Regions from separate parts of the Mus musculus genome. Here region 1 is linked to region 2. The links are chromatin contacts, called in public ChIA-PET maps. All regions are on one chromosome and are shown on one strand. The core of a region is the stretch at or near the end of the contact, and the rest is flanking DNA. Distances in the headings are between cores, read along the strand shown. Region 1 holds the start of Ap3m1 (adaptor-related protein complex 3, mu 1 subunit). Region 2 has its middle 18 kb from the start of Gm30108.

Region 1 (7,323 bases), core at 260-2,759, 240 kb before region 2:
TAAGCACTGTTAAAATGGATCATCATAATATATAAAGTATCATTTTTATTAAAAGAAAATCTAAGGAGACAGTATGCGTTTATTCAGTGGGCGGGGCCAGAGGACAACAGAAGAACAGAATAGGTTCACTCCGTCCACCACGTGTGTCCTGGAGTCTGACTGAACTCAGGTCATCCGACTTGGCAGCAAATGCCCTTATCTGCTGAGCCATCTCACTGACCCAGATAATCTAAAATTTAAAATAAAACATCCTCAGTTTTTTGGTTGTTTTTTTTTTAATGTTTTACGTTTGTGGTATTAGACATGCACAATAACCTTCTAAGAATAATAGGCACTAAATAAACCCACTAAAAGGGACCTGCTCAGACCCATTCCACCAAGAACATGATTTGGGACCCCCCAACTTTCCTTTTCAGTTGTGAATCAATTCTCCTTTTGAACATGGAAAAAATATGTTGAAATAAATGGAATTTGCCTTGTATAATCAGTAACAGGCCCACGGTTTTAAATCAGTTTGATGCGTCTATTTTTAGGTAGCAAAATCACTGCCTTCCAATGAGCACTTCAAAGTCATCAGACACTGAGCGCGCTGGACTTTATACTTATTAGGAAGAAATTTTTTTTAAAAAAACGAACGGCTTTTTGTAAATGAAAGTTGCAACATCAATTGTGCGTCAGGTGTTGGGAGAGAGAGCTCTCCGCTCCTGCCAAATATGCAAAGGGGAAAAAAAGAAAAACAAACAAAAACTTTCCTAACCTAAGCCTGAGGTTGCTTGGGGGTCCCATGAAGGGGGTCTCCAAAGATGATTTCAGAAAGCTGACGGAAAACTCAAAACGCTCTTCTGCAACGCCTTCTGAAGAATTCCAAGAATGTTATCTTTTACCAGGGTCCAGGAGGCGCCGGGCGCCTTCCCGCTAAATACCCTAGGAAAGGATGCAGCTCCAGATAGGTCCTTTGGGGTCGCGCTAGCGCGGCCCGCGAAGACAAGCACGTGGCGCCAGAGGAAGGCTCGGCCCCCGGGCCAGCAGCTCTGATTGGTCAGTGGCTGCCAGGGCCGAGAATGCACCTGAGCAGAGTCCAGAACAAGAGGGCACTGAGGGGAACAGCAGCTACGCGGGCAACTCCCCGAGCTGCAGGTCCAGCGCGTTGGCCCCACGAACGCAGCCACCAACCAGCTGCGCCAGCCCACGTGGGCCTTGGCTCACTGCGAGTGCCATCTCCCTCCTCCCCCACGTAGGGCAGCTCTCACCTCAGCGCTTGTGGCGCTTCCACCTTGAGCTTTTTGGGCTTGGGCTCGTCCGCAGCTGCCATCTTCACACTCTCACCGTAGTTTGGCTCTGCCGCGCGTCCCGCCCCTCAGTCCGGTGGCCCCGCCCCTCAGCTCGTCACCGCCCCCTTTCCACTAAGCCCCGCCTCTCCAAGCTCCGCCCAATCCGTGACTCTAGTCCATAACCATTGGCTCTACGCGCTTCCCTACAGGACCTCGATTACTACGGTAAGGGACCCCAAACGGAGTTAGGCTGCGGGTGAGCGCCTGCGCTCAGGGAGTGCCAACCTCCCCGTTCCTTCAGCCCCTGAGTAATGTGGAAGAGTCAGATCTTCAACCTCTGTAGACACCGAGCCTCTCACTGAACGCCGTTCCGCTCGTTGTGTCTATCTAGTCCAGCCGACCTCCTTGGTGCCTCTGCGGCTGCTAGTCAGGCAATCTGCTGGGCACTCCGAGCGCGGGGTCCTCGCGGCATTCTCTGCTGCTTCAGCTGCGGTGCAGAGAGGACCCGGCACCGAATCACTGAGTCGCCCAGGTGTCGGGGTGAGTGTGAGGGCGGGGAGTCTCCGGGCTGGAGACCTCTCCAAAGCCGGGGAGTAGACCGCATAGCTCCGGCTCGGGACTCTAGCCTGGGCTCCAGGAGCGTCCCCGCTGCTGTGCACCGGGGCCGCGCCTGCCCGGCACGTCCGGGCTTTCTAGCCAGCTGGGCCGGAAGGGAGCGGTGCACCTGCCACGTAGGGTTCTCGGACCCTGGACCCCAGGCACGGGAAATGTCATCTATAGTGAGGTGCAGTACCGACGACTTGAATTTGTAGGACCCCAGGTTTGGCCTTGGAGGGCAAGTCCCCTGAAGAAGCTAAGAACGCTCTCTTTATAGGGTGGCGCCTGCGTGAGCTGGCCTGGGATGGGGAAACAGTGAGTAGGGTGTTGCAGCTTCTCAGGAGACAGGTGACAGGGCTGTAAACTAAGAAGGTGGCCTGGAGAATGGAAACATAATGAGGGGTGGGCTGATTGGATGCAGTGGATTTGTTTGATATTGAAGCTTTAACTTCCTAGTTGAGAAGTTGAGTCACTGTAAAAATCCGGCGTTCTCGCGGGGAAAGAATTTTTTTTTTTTTTTTTTGGTGGCATTTGGGATTTTGACTTGAAAACACATTACACAGAAGAAAAGGAATTTTCTGCAGGCAAATATATAAATCCTTCCTCTGTATTGAAAGAAGAAAACGTGCCCCCCTTTTGAGAGAGTCCCACTGCTATTATCGTCTGTTTCTCAGTGTCTTCCTGGTTTTTAAACATTTTTTTTTTACATTTATTTGTTTGTTGTATGTGTGTTGCATGCCACAATATACATGTAGAATTCAGAGACCAACTTCTGGGCCACAATTCTCTCCTTCCACCATGAGGGTCTTAGTGCTCAAACTCAGGTCCTTAGGCTTGCTAGCAGACACCTTTTTTGATGAGCCATCTCAGTCTCCTTATCTTTGTTTTACCTACTTGCTGCTTTTAGCTAAGAACCACACTGCTATGCCGTTGCCAACATCCTACTGAGTTATCACTAAAATTACTTTAACCAACATCACCCATCACATCAAATATGACAATCATATATTCTCGGTATAGATTTAAAAAAAAAAGTCTTGGAGCTGGAGAGATGGCTTGTCAGTTAAGAGCACTAGATGCACTTTTGATGAACCAGGTTCAATTCCTGGCCCTCACACAGTGGCTGACAACTGTCTGTAACTCCAGTCCCACGGGGATCCTACTCCCCCTACTGGCCTTCTTGGGCACTGCACACTCAGTGTACAGATACATATGCAGACAGAGCACCCATACAAATACAATAAAAACTTAAAGAAAAAAAACAAAACTACTTGCGAATCAGAAAAGTTAACCCCCTTTTAATGCATAAGACATAGATATATTTTAAGTAGGCATGTGTTTTGGGGTTTTTTTTTTTTTTCTAATTTGTGTGGGAGATGCTGCAGAGAACCCAAGTTCAGGTCTTAACAACCAATAACTCCAGGGAATCTGATGTACTTTTCTGGCCTCTGCAAGTACCTGCACTCACATGACATATACAAACAGAAATACATACAAAATTAAAGTTTAAAAAACTTGGGTTGTGAGCTGCCTGAGATGGGTGCTAGGAACTGAACTCTGGTCCTCGGCCGAAGCAGTAGATGGTTTTAATCCCACCCCCTGTATCTCCAGCTTTAAGGGATCCACTGTCCGCTCCTGGTCCTCATGGACCTGCATTTACATGCACAAACCCACACTCAAATACACATAATACACATCTAAATTATTGAAAAAAAAAGTCTTATCAAACAGTCTGTAGGGAACAGTATGATTTGCTGAGGGTAAAAGACTGGAAATGTTAGATCATTGGTGGCCAGCAGTCATGGCATATGCCTTTAATCCCAGCACTTGGGTGGTAGAGGCAAGCAGACTCTTGTGTTAGAGGCCAGCCTGGTCTACAGAGTGAATTCCAGGACAGCCGAGGTTACACAGAGAAACCCTATCTTGAGAATAAAAAGGAAAATTTTAAAAAGGAAAATTGTAAAACATTTTTTGATATTTATTTTTATTACTTGTTTATTATTTGGGGTTTATTTTTATTATTTGCATTATTGTATGTGTTTGTATGTGGGTATGTGCACATGAGTGCCATGCCCATAGAAACAAAAGGCAATAGATCCCCTGGAGCTGGAGTTATGATCTGCCTGACATAGGTGCTAAGATTGAATCTGAGTGCTTTGTTTGTTGAGTTAGGGGTTCAGTTTTGTTTTGTTGTTGTTGTTGTTGGGGGTATGTTTTGTTTGGTATTTTGTTGTTGTTGTTGTTGGTTTTTCAAGACAAGATTTCTGTGTGTAACCACCCTGGCTGTCCTGGAATTCCCTTTGTAGACCAGGCTGGGCTGGAACTCACAGATGTCCCCCTGCCTCTTCCCTTGAAGAGCAAGGTATTTGGCACCAAGCCCAGCATAATCTGGGTCTTCCGTAGGAGCATGTACATGCTCTTAATCACTGAGTCATCTCCAATCTGAGAAAACCACTTCTACTCATCCTTTTAAATCTTCACAGCTTCACTTCTGTGTGGCATTCCCCTAGAAATGCATAAATATGCTTCAGATACTAAAATTCTCCAATACACTTCAGATACTAAAACCCTTCCCCATTTTTAAAATTCTGCTTCAGCTCCATCTTAGGCTTTTTTTTTTTTTTTTCCTTTTTTAGTTCCGCTTCCTTGCTATTCAAATACTGGCTTTTTCTTTCATATATGTTCCTTGCTATGTTCATAATTTATTTGGATATAACTCCTTATAATACCCATTAACAACATATCAGTCTCTTTGAAGGACTAGACTCAATCAAATACAGTGATTGAATGTACTCAGTTGAGTCAAATATATTAGGAATTGGGTCAAATTATGTATGACCAGGACTAACTATTTCAGCTGTCTTCTTATTTCTGTACAACATACCCAGACTTAAATACATTTTTTCTTAAAGCTTGTCCAAATCTCATTGTATATTTTACTCCATTCTCTTGTTAACCTTCTAGTACAGGCTCCTACTAGGGCAGTGCCTGAGAAGGCCAGAAGAGGGCACTGGACCCCCTTGGACTAGAGTTAAAGACAGTTGTAAGGGTGTCAAGCCTTGTCCTCTAACCTGCCAAGCATCCATCTCTCCAGCTCTGATCCATCACTCATCTCTTAACTGGTGTCACATAATTTGGTGACTTCTTATCCAATTTCCATAGTATAATTAGTATAATCTCTCCAGAAATGTAAATCAGATTTGCATATTTTCTCTCAAAATAAAAAATTAAATAAAATGTGGGAAATTAGTTCACTGAGAACAATAAACAAGGCAAGCCTTGCCCCATGACCAGTGGCTGTTTTCATATTCTTACCTTTTTTCCAGCATTTCTTCAACCTTAAGAGTTGCACATTTTGTTTTGGATTTCTTTCATGTATTCTCTTTGTACGTGTAACCCTTGAAGATTCCAATAGTTCACTCTATTTATCCTATCATATGAGTTGCTTCTTACTATATTTGTATTTGCAACTGACGAAAAGTATAGAAATTTTCAGTTTAGCATATCCCCAAATGCCTAATATATAAATATAGAACAGTTTGTTGAATAGGGGAAAATGGTTAAGATTCTGGTTGAGAATCAGAGGAACTAAATTCTTCTCGTTTCATATTTGTGTATGTGTACATGCATATGTGGGGGGGGGGCGGTGCATGCAACTTCAGGGATCCCCATGTGTGTGTGGATCAGAGGTTTAAGTTGGGTGACTTTGTGGTTCTCCACCTTGTTTCCTGAGGCAGTCTCACTGAACCTGGGCCTCACTGACTGGCTAGAATAGCTAGCCTGAAAGCCTGTCTCCACTCTACAGTCCCCAACCCCTTATTCCACTGTTAGAGTTACAGAAAGGAACCACCCACCACCTCCTGTTTTGATATGGCAGTGGGGATCCAAATTCAGGTTCTCGTGCTTAAATGGCAGGCTCTTTACTGACCTAAACATCTTTCCATCCCCCATTCTCTCACTGTGTATAAAGGCCATTCTGTGCCTCCATTAAGCTCTGAAAGAAACCTTGGGTGTGGTGGATGACTGTAGTTCCTGTTGCTTAAGATGCTGTGGCAAGGGATAGCTTAAGGCCATGAGTTTGGCAACATACGACTATCTAAAAAGCAAAAGACACACTTACCTTCCAAGAATATTTTGACTGTAATTGTCAGGAAGAATGCACACATAAAGAGGATTCATGAAGTAGTTACACTACAATCAAATCTCTGATGGGTGTGTTTGCAGTTCAAAAGTCACATCCACATACAGTTTGTGGTGGTGGTCAATCAAGTAAGGAACAACATAACTGCAGCTACTAAAAGCATAAGTGGCTAAAGAAATAGGCTAATTTTTTTCTGTTTCATGAGGTGTTGCTTCTTATATACATTAGGCAATTGATCATAATATGGATAGAAAAATTAAGATCTTTTCTTATTATAGGAGGTTAAAATAGGTTTTAAAGCCAAGTGCTGTTGAGTGCTGGAAGTGTTAAGCTCTCAGCACAAAGGATAACAACAGTAAATCCAGTGGCTGGGTTGACAACCAGTGTTCTGAAACCTGAACTGCTACCGATAAAAACAACTCTGGTGGAAACTTTCCTGGAAAGAATTTTTCACCAGATTAAGAAAGTGAGTGGAAATCTAACCCTAAAATAACCAGTCAAAACAAGCACCTGTCTTAGAGAGTGTTGTGATAATGGAGTGCCACTGTGTTCCAGGGGGCTAGTGCTTTGACATAACCTGTGTCACCTCTTTTGTTTCTACTCTAATCAGTTAAACTTTCTCAGCATAAAATCAAGAGCATGTTTTGGTTTCTATATGGAACATATCCTTCAACTCTTCCTTTTAAATGAAGCCAGAAGAGCACATTGACTATAGCATCTGTCTATAATGATATCACCAACAGATGTCAGTATGATAAATACCGTGACCAAAAGCAATTTGTGGAAGAAATTTATTTGGCTTATACATCCTGATCACAGATGCTCGTTGAAGGAAGTCAGGTCAGGAAATGAAGAAAGTGCAGAGGCAGGAAACATGGAGGAACGCTGCTTAGTGGCTTGCTTAGCTTCTCACATCACCCAGGAGCCTAGGCATTACACCACCCATGGTGGGCTGGGTCCTACATTAATGACCAACAGATATGCCCAAAGAACAGTCTAATGGAGGCAATTCCTCAATTAGACTTTCTCTTCCAGATTTACCTAGGTTGTGTCAAGTTAACAGAACTAACAATATATTGTATATTGCACTAATTAACTATCCTGTGTTAAATAAACTTGCATTCTTGGAATAAATCATATTTTTTATGATTTAATTTGTTGCTGAATTTTGTTTTCTAGAATTAAGAACTTTTCCATCTGTGTTCTTAAGTGATCTTAATCTGCTATTATTTCCATTGCCTTTGTCTGGTTTTTATGTCAAGGCAATATGACAAGGAATTTTTTTTTTTTTAAACCAGCTCAGCAGACTCCAAA
Region 2 (7,493 bases), core at 3,172-5,671:
ACCCCTCAAATGTGTCTCAATTCTAGCTTTCTCTCCCCACATTCCCTCTCTCAGCCCGGCTTCCCCCACTCCACTCCCCACCTGATTGGCCCATTCCTATCCCCCCTCTGCCTCAAGTCTTCCAATAAAATCTATTCTACTTTATGAGGGCTATTCTTATTCCAGCTACTTGTTACACAGTGTTAAGAATGACACCCAGGGCCCACGCACAGTAGCTGAGCTTCCACTAACTGAGGTCTGTCCCTAGAAGAGCCATTGTTTTCTAAGAAAGTGATGGGGAGGGAGAAGATGGCTTAGTCAGTGTAGAACCTGCAAGCATGAAAATCTGAGTTTGGATCCTTAGCCCACATAAAAAGCAGATCTTTTTCCTGTGACAACCTGACCATGTTTTGGGAAGAACTGTGGAAGGACTTTGGAAATTTGGGCCAGAAGATCCATTCGCTGTTAAGAACTCTGTGAGATGTTGTGTAGGAGCTTGGAAGATAATGTTGAGAAAAGTGCAGAAAAATGGAGGCCTGGCTTGTGAAATTTCAGAGGGGAAAATTAAAGACTCTTTTCAGGGCCATTGCTATTTTGGATTGTGAAGATTCTGTGGTTCTGGTTAGCTGGGGCTGAAGAATCAGCTGTGATTAACAAGATACCAGAACTACTAAAGCAAAACCTTTGCATTACTGGGACTATTGATGCTGGTTAGCTGGAGCTAAGAAATTAGCGGTGATTAAGAAGAGACCAGCATCATTGAGGTGACATCTTCTGGGAAGTGTTTTCTGAGAGTACAGAGGCTGTGTTCCAGAGATAGCCAAGGTTGTACCTTGTGCTGTGGCTGGACTTGGTAATGTGTAAGAGTTACCCAGGTGGTACTGGTTTTGAAGGCATGAGGGGGTCACGCTGAGGCTCAGCACTGTGAGGGGCCATGGAAGGTCATTGGTGAAGGTGCAGCCTCAGTTGCAATTGACGGCCCAGGACTGAAGGGGTCATGCAGTGTTTTGGAGATGCCAGTACCATGAGATGACCACCAAGAGCAGCAGCAGTGGAGTACTGGCATCTGGAGCCTAGAGGATGACACATGTGCTACAAAGGGCATGGCTGGAGAAGTGACCCAAGCCCTTGGAGGAGCCCAGAAGATTGTGAGTTGGATCCCAGACATTGGACGGTTGAAGATTGATTTTTGCTTTTGATTGTGATTGTGCCCTAATATTTTGCCTTCTTGAAGGAAGAAAATATTTTAGTGGATTCCACAGTTAAGAGACTTTTAATTGTAAAAAGACTTTGGATTTTAAAAAATATTGGACATTTTAATGGGGTTGGCTTTTAATATGTAAAGACTGTGGGACTTTTAAAGTTGTTTAGATCTTGGGGATGAATAAGAAATTAAGGGTTGAGGCTTACTAGTGATGTGTTTGTGTGTCAAGTTGACAAGGGGTCAATTGTACTGTCTAGTTTTGTGTCAACTTGACACAGCTGGAGTTATCACAGAGAAAGGAGCTTCAGTTGAGGAAATGCCTCCATGAGATCCAACTGTAAGGCATTTTCTCAATTAGTGATCAAGAGGGGAAAGGCCCCTTGTGGGTGGGACCATCTCTGGGCTAGTAATCTTGGTTCTATAAGAGAGCAGGCTGAGCAAGCCAGGGGAAGCAAGCAAGCCAGTAAAGAACATCCCTCCATGGCCTCTGCATCAGCTCCTGCTTCCTGACCTGCTTGAGTTCCAGTCCTGACTTCCTTGGTGATGAACAGCAGTATGGAGGTGTAAGACGAATAAACCCTTTCCTCCCCCCACCCAAAAAAGCAGATCTTTAACCCCAGCACAGAGAAAGAGTGTGAGACCAGCATATTCATCAACCGGTCTAGCTGGAGCTCCTGGTTCAGTGAGAGACCTGCCTCAAAGCCTACAGTGGAGAGCAGAAAAGGAAGACCTCTAAGTAGAACTCTGGCCTCCATATGCACCCCACACATGTGCACCCCAACATGCTTGTGCACACACCTATCTATGCAGTCACATAAACATCTGCACAACACATACACATATGTGAAAGGAAAATACGTGTTAGTGAAGACAGTGAGACACTGGAATCCTGTGCATTGTTGGTGGGATGGAAAGTGGTGTAGTCACTATGGAAAACAGCTTTATGGACCCTCAGAAAGCTAACCCTAGAATTACCATGTGATAGAATGTACTCACCCAAAAGAGCTGAAATCAGGGGCTCAGACAGACATGCTCACAACATTATAATTCCCAGTAGCCAAAAAGCAGAAGCAATCAAGATGTCTAAGGACAGGCGGCTAGGCAAAATGCAACATATGCATGCATGGAATATCATGTCAGCTGATATAGGAAATTTGTACATATACTACAATATAGACGGCTTTTGAAGGCATTATCTTAAGTGAAATAAACCAGACCCATGATGCTGTTCATTATGAGATACCTTGAGTAAACAAATGTGTAGTCAGTGGATGGTGCCGCACAGGGGTGGGGTGGGGAGAGGATTGATATTTATGAGTGCAGACCTTCTATTTTCTATGATGAAAATGTTCTAGAGCTACAGAATGGGGTGATTGCTTGCATTTAATGCTAATGAAGTGTGCATTGACTTTCATATACTTATTTATTTACTTCGTGTGTGAGTGGCACTTTTATAGCACAGTATGCACTCACAATATCAAACATAGATGGCCAGGCTTGGCAACAAAGGCATTAACCACTGAGCCATCTCACTGTGTACCTTTAAAATAGTTTAAAGGGGGCCAGTGAAATGGCTCAGCAGGTAGAGGCACTTGCTACCATGCCTGAGTATAATGCCCGGGACCCACAGGCTAGAAAGAGAGAGCTGACTCCCAAAAGTTATTCTCTGACCTCCACACATGCAGTGCCATGTTGCCCCATAGCCCTCAAAGGATTATATTTTAAAATGGGATAACATTTTTAAAATGGTTTAAAGGTTAATAAAGTAGTTTCAGATGATCTCATAGAGCACTCCAGGCTGGCCTCTAATTCACCATACCTCCTGGCTCAGTCTCCTAAGTGTTGAGCCACACCATCTGGAGAAAAAGAAACTTTTTGTTGTTTTTATGTCCTACTACAGTATAAACAAACAAACAAGATTCAAGTTACATATTATTCTACCATCAAAAAAGCCACAAATAAATAAAAGTCCACAACAGGAGAATCCACTGGGCTCTGAGAATGAGATGTAAGGATTCGGGACACGAGAAACCATCAGCAAAGACACAGAAACATAACTTAGGATGAAGACCAAGAAACCTGTCCCGAATACAAAGGGATAAAGTATGAGGTCAGGTATAAAAGACAAAGAAGTTGACCCAAATGAAGGTCTGTAAAGAGATAAGGCTGAGGGGCTGGCAAGATGGTAAGGGTACCAAGTATAATGACCTGAGTTTGATCCCCTGGCCCCACAGGGTGGAAGGAGAGAACTGACTATTGCAATGGGTCCTCTGACCTCCAAATAGAGGGTGTGTGTGTGCTTCTTGGTGGCAGAGTGCTTGCCTCATGAGTTTGAGCCCCTAAGTTCAGATGGAAGCATGGCAAAATGAAATAAAATAACTTTAATTTTCAGACTTTTTCTTGGGCATCCATACTGCTAAGTTCTTCTTGTGTTACTAAATCGCACACAGTGCTGGGAGTTTGTAGCTCTGATTTATAGATAGGGAACCACACAGTGATAGAGGCCAGGGGGCGTGACCAAGGTTGCACAGCAAGAGAGAGGTGACTCAGAGGTTAAATCCAAGTGTTTCTGACAATTAGTTGATTGATTGGTTAATTTAGAGGCAGGATCTCAAGAATGCTAGGCTAGCCTGGAGCGTGCTGTGTGGTTGAGGCTGTTCTGACACTCTTCTTTCTTGTTTCTACCTTCAAAGTGCTGGGATTACAAACCGACACCCCGTTTACAAGATATTGGGATATTTGGTGTTGAGCAACTCTACTGAGCGAGTTACACTCCAGTTCTCTTGCTAACTTAAATGGCAATGTCGTTCTTGTCAACTTTTGCAAGGAAAGAGAATGAGGTGACAGGAAGCAGCTAGGGGTCTGGATCCTTTTCCAGCTATGTTCCCAGACAAGCATGGTGGCACACACCTGTATTTTCATCACTCAGGTAAGAAAGGCAGGTGGATTGCTTCAAGTTTGAGACAAATCTGGTAGCCTGGTTATATAGTGAAATCCTGTCTCAACTTCCGCCATCCTCACCCCTAATGTGTGAATATCAAACACACACACACACACACACACACTCTCTCTCTCTCTCTCTCTTTCTCTCTCTCTCTCTCTCTAACTCTCTCTCTCTCTCCAACCATGTTCCCACCATACTTTTAAGCCACAATGCCAAATTCTGGAGTATTGTGTTTGATCACCAAATTTAGGTCAAAAATGAGTCAAGCGTTGGTAGGACTGACTCACTGTGGTGTCTGCCGGCTTTAAAGGCAGACAGGAAGGCAACCGTGGGCTGACCACTGCGCAGTGGCTTAAGGTCCTACAAGTGTCCCATCACATGTCCTCTGAGTGCTAAGAATGGAAATTCTCGTGCCTGTGAAAGAAAATATCCATCTTAAGTCTCACCTGCAAGTCAGACTGCAAGCCCCGCCTCTTCTCCTTTCTCTACACTCTGCCGCATTTCCTTTTTATTTTTAAGACAGCGTCTTTGACCAGACTGGCCCCAAACTCTACACATAGCTGAGGTGGCTCTTTCATTTCTATCCTCCTGCCTCCATTTTCCAAGTGCTGGGTTGTAAGCACGTGTCACAGTACCCCATATCTGAGAAGATGGTGGCTGAACTATGGATTTCCTGATTGCTGAGCATGAACTCTGCCAACTGAGCTATGTCCTCAGCCTTATCACTTAACTTTTTTCACATATTTATTTACTTCAGTGTGTGTGTGTGTGTGTATGCATGTGCGTGAGAGTGTATGTGTGTGTGTGTGTGGGGGGGGAGAGACAGGATTTCACTATGTAACCAGGCTACCAAATTACTCTCAAACTTGCAGCAATCTCCCTGCCTTTGTTACCTGAGTGATGGAATTATAAGTGTGTGTGACCATGCTTGGCGGAGAACATAGCTGGATAAAGATCCAGACCCTTAGCTGCTTCCTGTCACCTCATTCTGTTTCCCTGCAAAAGTTGAAGAGAGCCAGGCAGTGGTGGTGCATGGCTTTAATCCCCGCACTCCAGAAACAAGGCAGAGGCGGAGGCAGAGGCAGAGGCAGAGGCAGGCAGATCTCTGTGAGTTGATCGCCAGCCTAGTCTACAGGGTGAGTTCAAGGACTCTGGAATTGAATAACATATTTTACAATAAGTTTTATTATCTCACATGTAGAATGGGGGTGATTATATAGTTTTAAGTGGTAAGTGAGATTACACATGGAAATGCTCTATAGCTGGACTAGGGATATACTTAGCAGAGAGCTCAGCAGGCATGCATGAATCACTCTGGTTCAATGGCATTCACAACATAAAAATAAACATGAGGATATAAGCCTGTAATCCCGGCACTTAGGAGGTAGGAGCAGGAGGATCAGAAGTTTGGGGGCATCCTTGGCTACACTGTAAGTGAGTTTGAGGCCAGCCTGGAATATGTACATGTGCTCCTGTCTCTACACAAATGAAGGAAGGAAACAAACACAAATTAATCAAAGTTTTTAAGTTTGGAGTTCAAAGTAGCCATTGAGGCAGATTTTTCTTTTGGGTTAAGAGTTCTATTAGAAGAGTTATTGCAGCCACAGATAGACAGGCAGACAGTAACATGACAGGTTCTCTGAGGAGAGGCTAGACCCACATGACAGAGTGGCAGTCTCTTATTACATCTTTCACAGGAAAGGAAGGGTGAGAAAGAGGTTAAAATCTTTCTGGTTTAGCCCTCAGTTGGTTTTTTTCTTTAACAGGAAGTGGTAAATTCCACACTGCCAGATGGTGGATAACCTCTCTCTTGGATGGCCAGTACTGGGTCTCAAAGAATCTAGAGAAACAAGTTACTTAAATTCTGGAAATCAAATGGTCTTAGCTTCCATAACTCTCACTGTCCACCTTTACAAAATGGTGTCACCCTGGCTAACACTTAGTTGAGATTCTTCAGCATCAGAAACAAAGATGTACCTGGGTTAGGTAAGACAAGGCTAAGTCAAGATGGGACCCAAGCCGTACATGGTGCGCACACCTTTAATCCCATCATGCAAGAGGGAGAGGCAAGCAAATCTCTGAGTTCCCTATAGAGCGAGTTCCAGCCGTGGTGGTCAAACTCAAGGTTGGGAGTTGAGTTGAAGTTTTGGGTGAGAACAGAGGGTTATCAGCAGCAAGGTCATGTAGGGGTTGGGTTAGGCTTTGTTCTGGGATAGAAACTCAAGCTGAGATGCAGCACTGTCTGAGGCCTGAGGCAAAAGAGCAGTTTCCTGAAGTGACTCAGAAACAGCTGTCCTTCTCCAGGGAAGGCTCCAATCCAGTGATCTTGGTTAGAAGAAAAAGAGAACGTGGGGTTTAACACATTTTAAGAGATCTTTACAAGAATAGGGCCTTCAAAGAACAGTTTCATTGCCTCTTCTCCTTCATTTGCCTCCCCCACTCTGGGAGATAACTAAGTTAGGATGGCTGTCAGCATCTTGCACAAATCTGGTCCTTATAGCTTTGATCATGCCCACTATATTCATCACCATCCTTCATCCATCATCATCCATCTTCCCATCCAAGTACTTAGTAGTCATTAAGTACTTACTATGCACTCCGTTATGTCTGGTACTTTGCTAGGTTTGGGGAATTGCTTTAGTTTCTGTAACTGTCAAAGTTCAACCAAAATGGAAGTGCTTTGCAAAATGGTGTCACCCCAGCTAAGAAAGAAGTGTGTTGCTTGCCCTGTTGGACAGACAATAAGATGAGTTCCCAGCTGTGTTTATATGTATTTGTGGGAGTGATGGTAAATTTTAAAATCAGTTCAAGAGAAATGTTGTAAAATTAAGCCATGTATGGTGACACAAGCCTGTAGTCCCTGCCCAGGGAAGATGGAAACAGGAAATTCAGGGGTTCAAGGTCATCTTTGGCCACAGAAAGACTTCAAACAGGGGACCTTGACTCAAAAAGCAAAGCAAAAGAAAAACTAATAACAAAAATATTAGAAAACTATTTCCTTTTTCTTTCCAGAATTATTTTTAAATATTTTAACATACTTGGACAGCTGAACATGTAATATGCATACCGACGGTCCTTACACTATCCTTACACAATCCTTACACAATCCTCACACTTCTGGCTGAGCCAGAAGGATAGAGAGTTTCTTTTTTTCTTTTGGTTTTTTTTTTTTTTTTGTTATTGTTGTTTGGGGGTTTTTTTGTTTTTGTTTTTTGTTTTTTTGTTTTTTGTTTTTTGAGACAGGGTTTCTCTGTATAGCCCTGGCTGTCCTGGGACATGAGTCCCTGAAGACACAAAGGAGAAAATGTATTTTTCTTTATACTTTGGGTATGATTCTGGAGCCATAAATGTCAAAATCTGAATTTA

Evidence for each region. ChIA-PET counts read pairs in DNA pulled down with a chosen protein or histone mark.
Region 1: an RNA polymerase II ChIA-PET map of memory CD8 T cells shows a contact between it and region 2, with 23 read pairs. The contact joins the promoter of Ap3m1 here to the enhancer-like site in region 2. A contact is called at or near these places in 1 of 39 promoter capture datasets (the 3T3-L1 cell line), 4 of 15 datasets of contacts at CTCF or cohesin (the G1E-ER4 cell line, embryonic stem cells, large pre-B cells and 1 more), 2 of 484 Hi-C or Micro-C datasets (embryonic stem cells and muscle stem cells), 7 of 115 datasets of contacts at active chromatin or transcription factors (the 230-238 cell line, DN3 thymocytes, astrocytes and 3 more) and 3 of 9 other capture datasets (adipose tissue, liver and pancreatic islet).

Annotation. Positions count from the first base shown.
Region 1 is chr14:21,046,628-21,053,950 of GRCm38.p6, reverse strand. It overlaps Ap3m1 (adaptor-related protein complex 3, mu 1 subunit), which reads left to right and starts at 1,509. Exons shown (of 9, transcript NM_018829.4): 1 at 1,509-1,811. Adk (adenosine kinase) reads right to left here and starts at 1,377. Exons shown (of 11, transcript NM_134079.4): 1 at 1,251-1,377. The coding sequence starts at 1,312.
Region 2 is chr14:20,808,404-20,815,896 of GRCm38.p6, reverse strand. No RefSeq gene overlaps it. Among named protein-coding and RNA genes, the nearest start is that of Gm30108, 18 kb to the right of the region's middle. Within about 2 kb of position 4,421, at least 41 of the 459 cell types and tissues checked have an H3K27ac peak or open chromatin away from gene starts, as enhancers often do. A contact at or near this core is called in memory CD8 T cells, where this site is marked.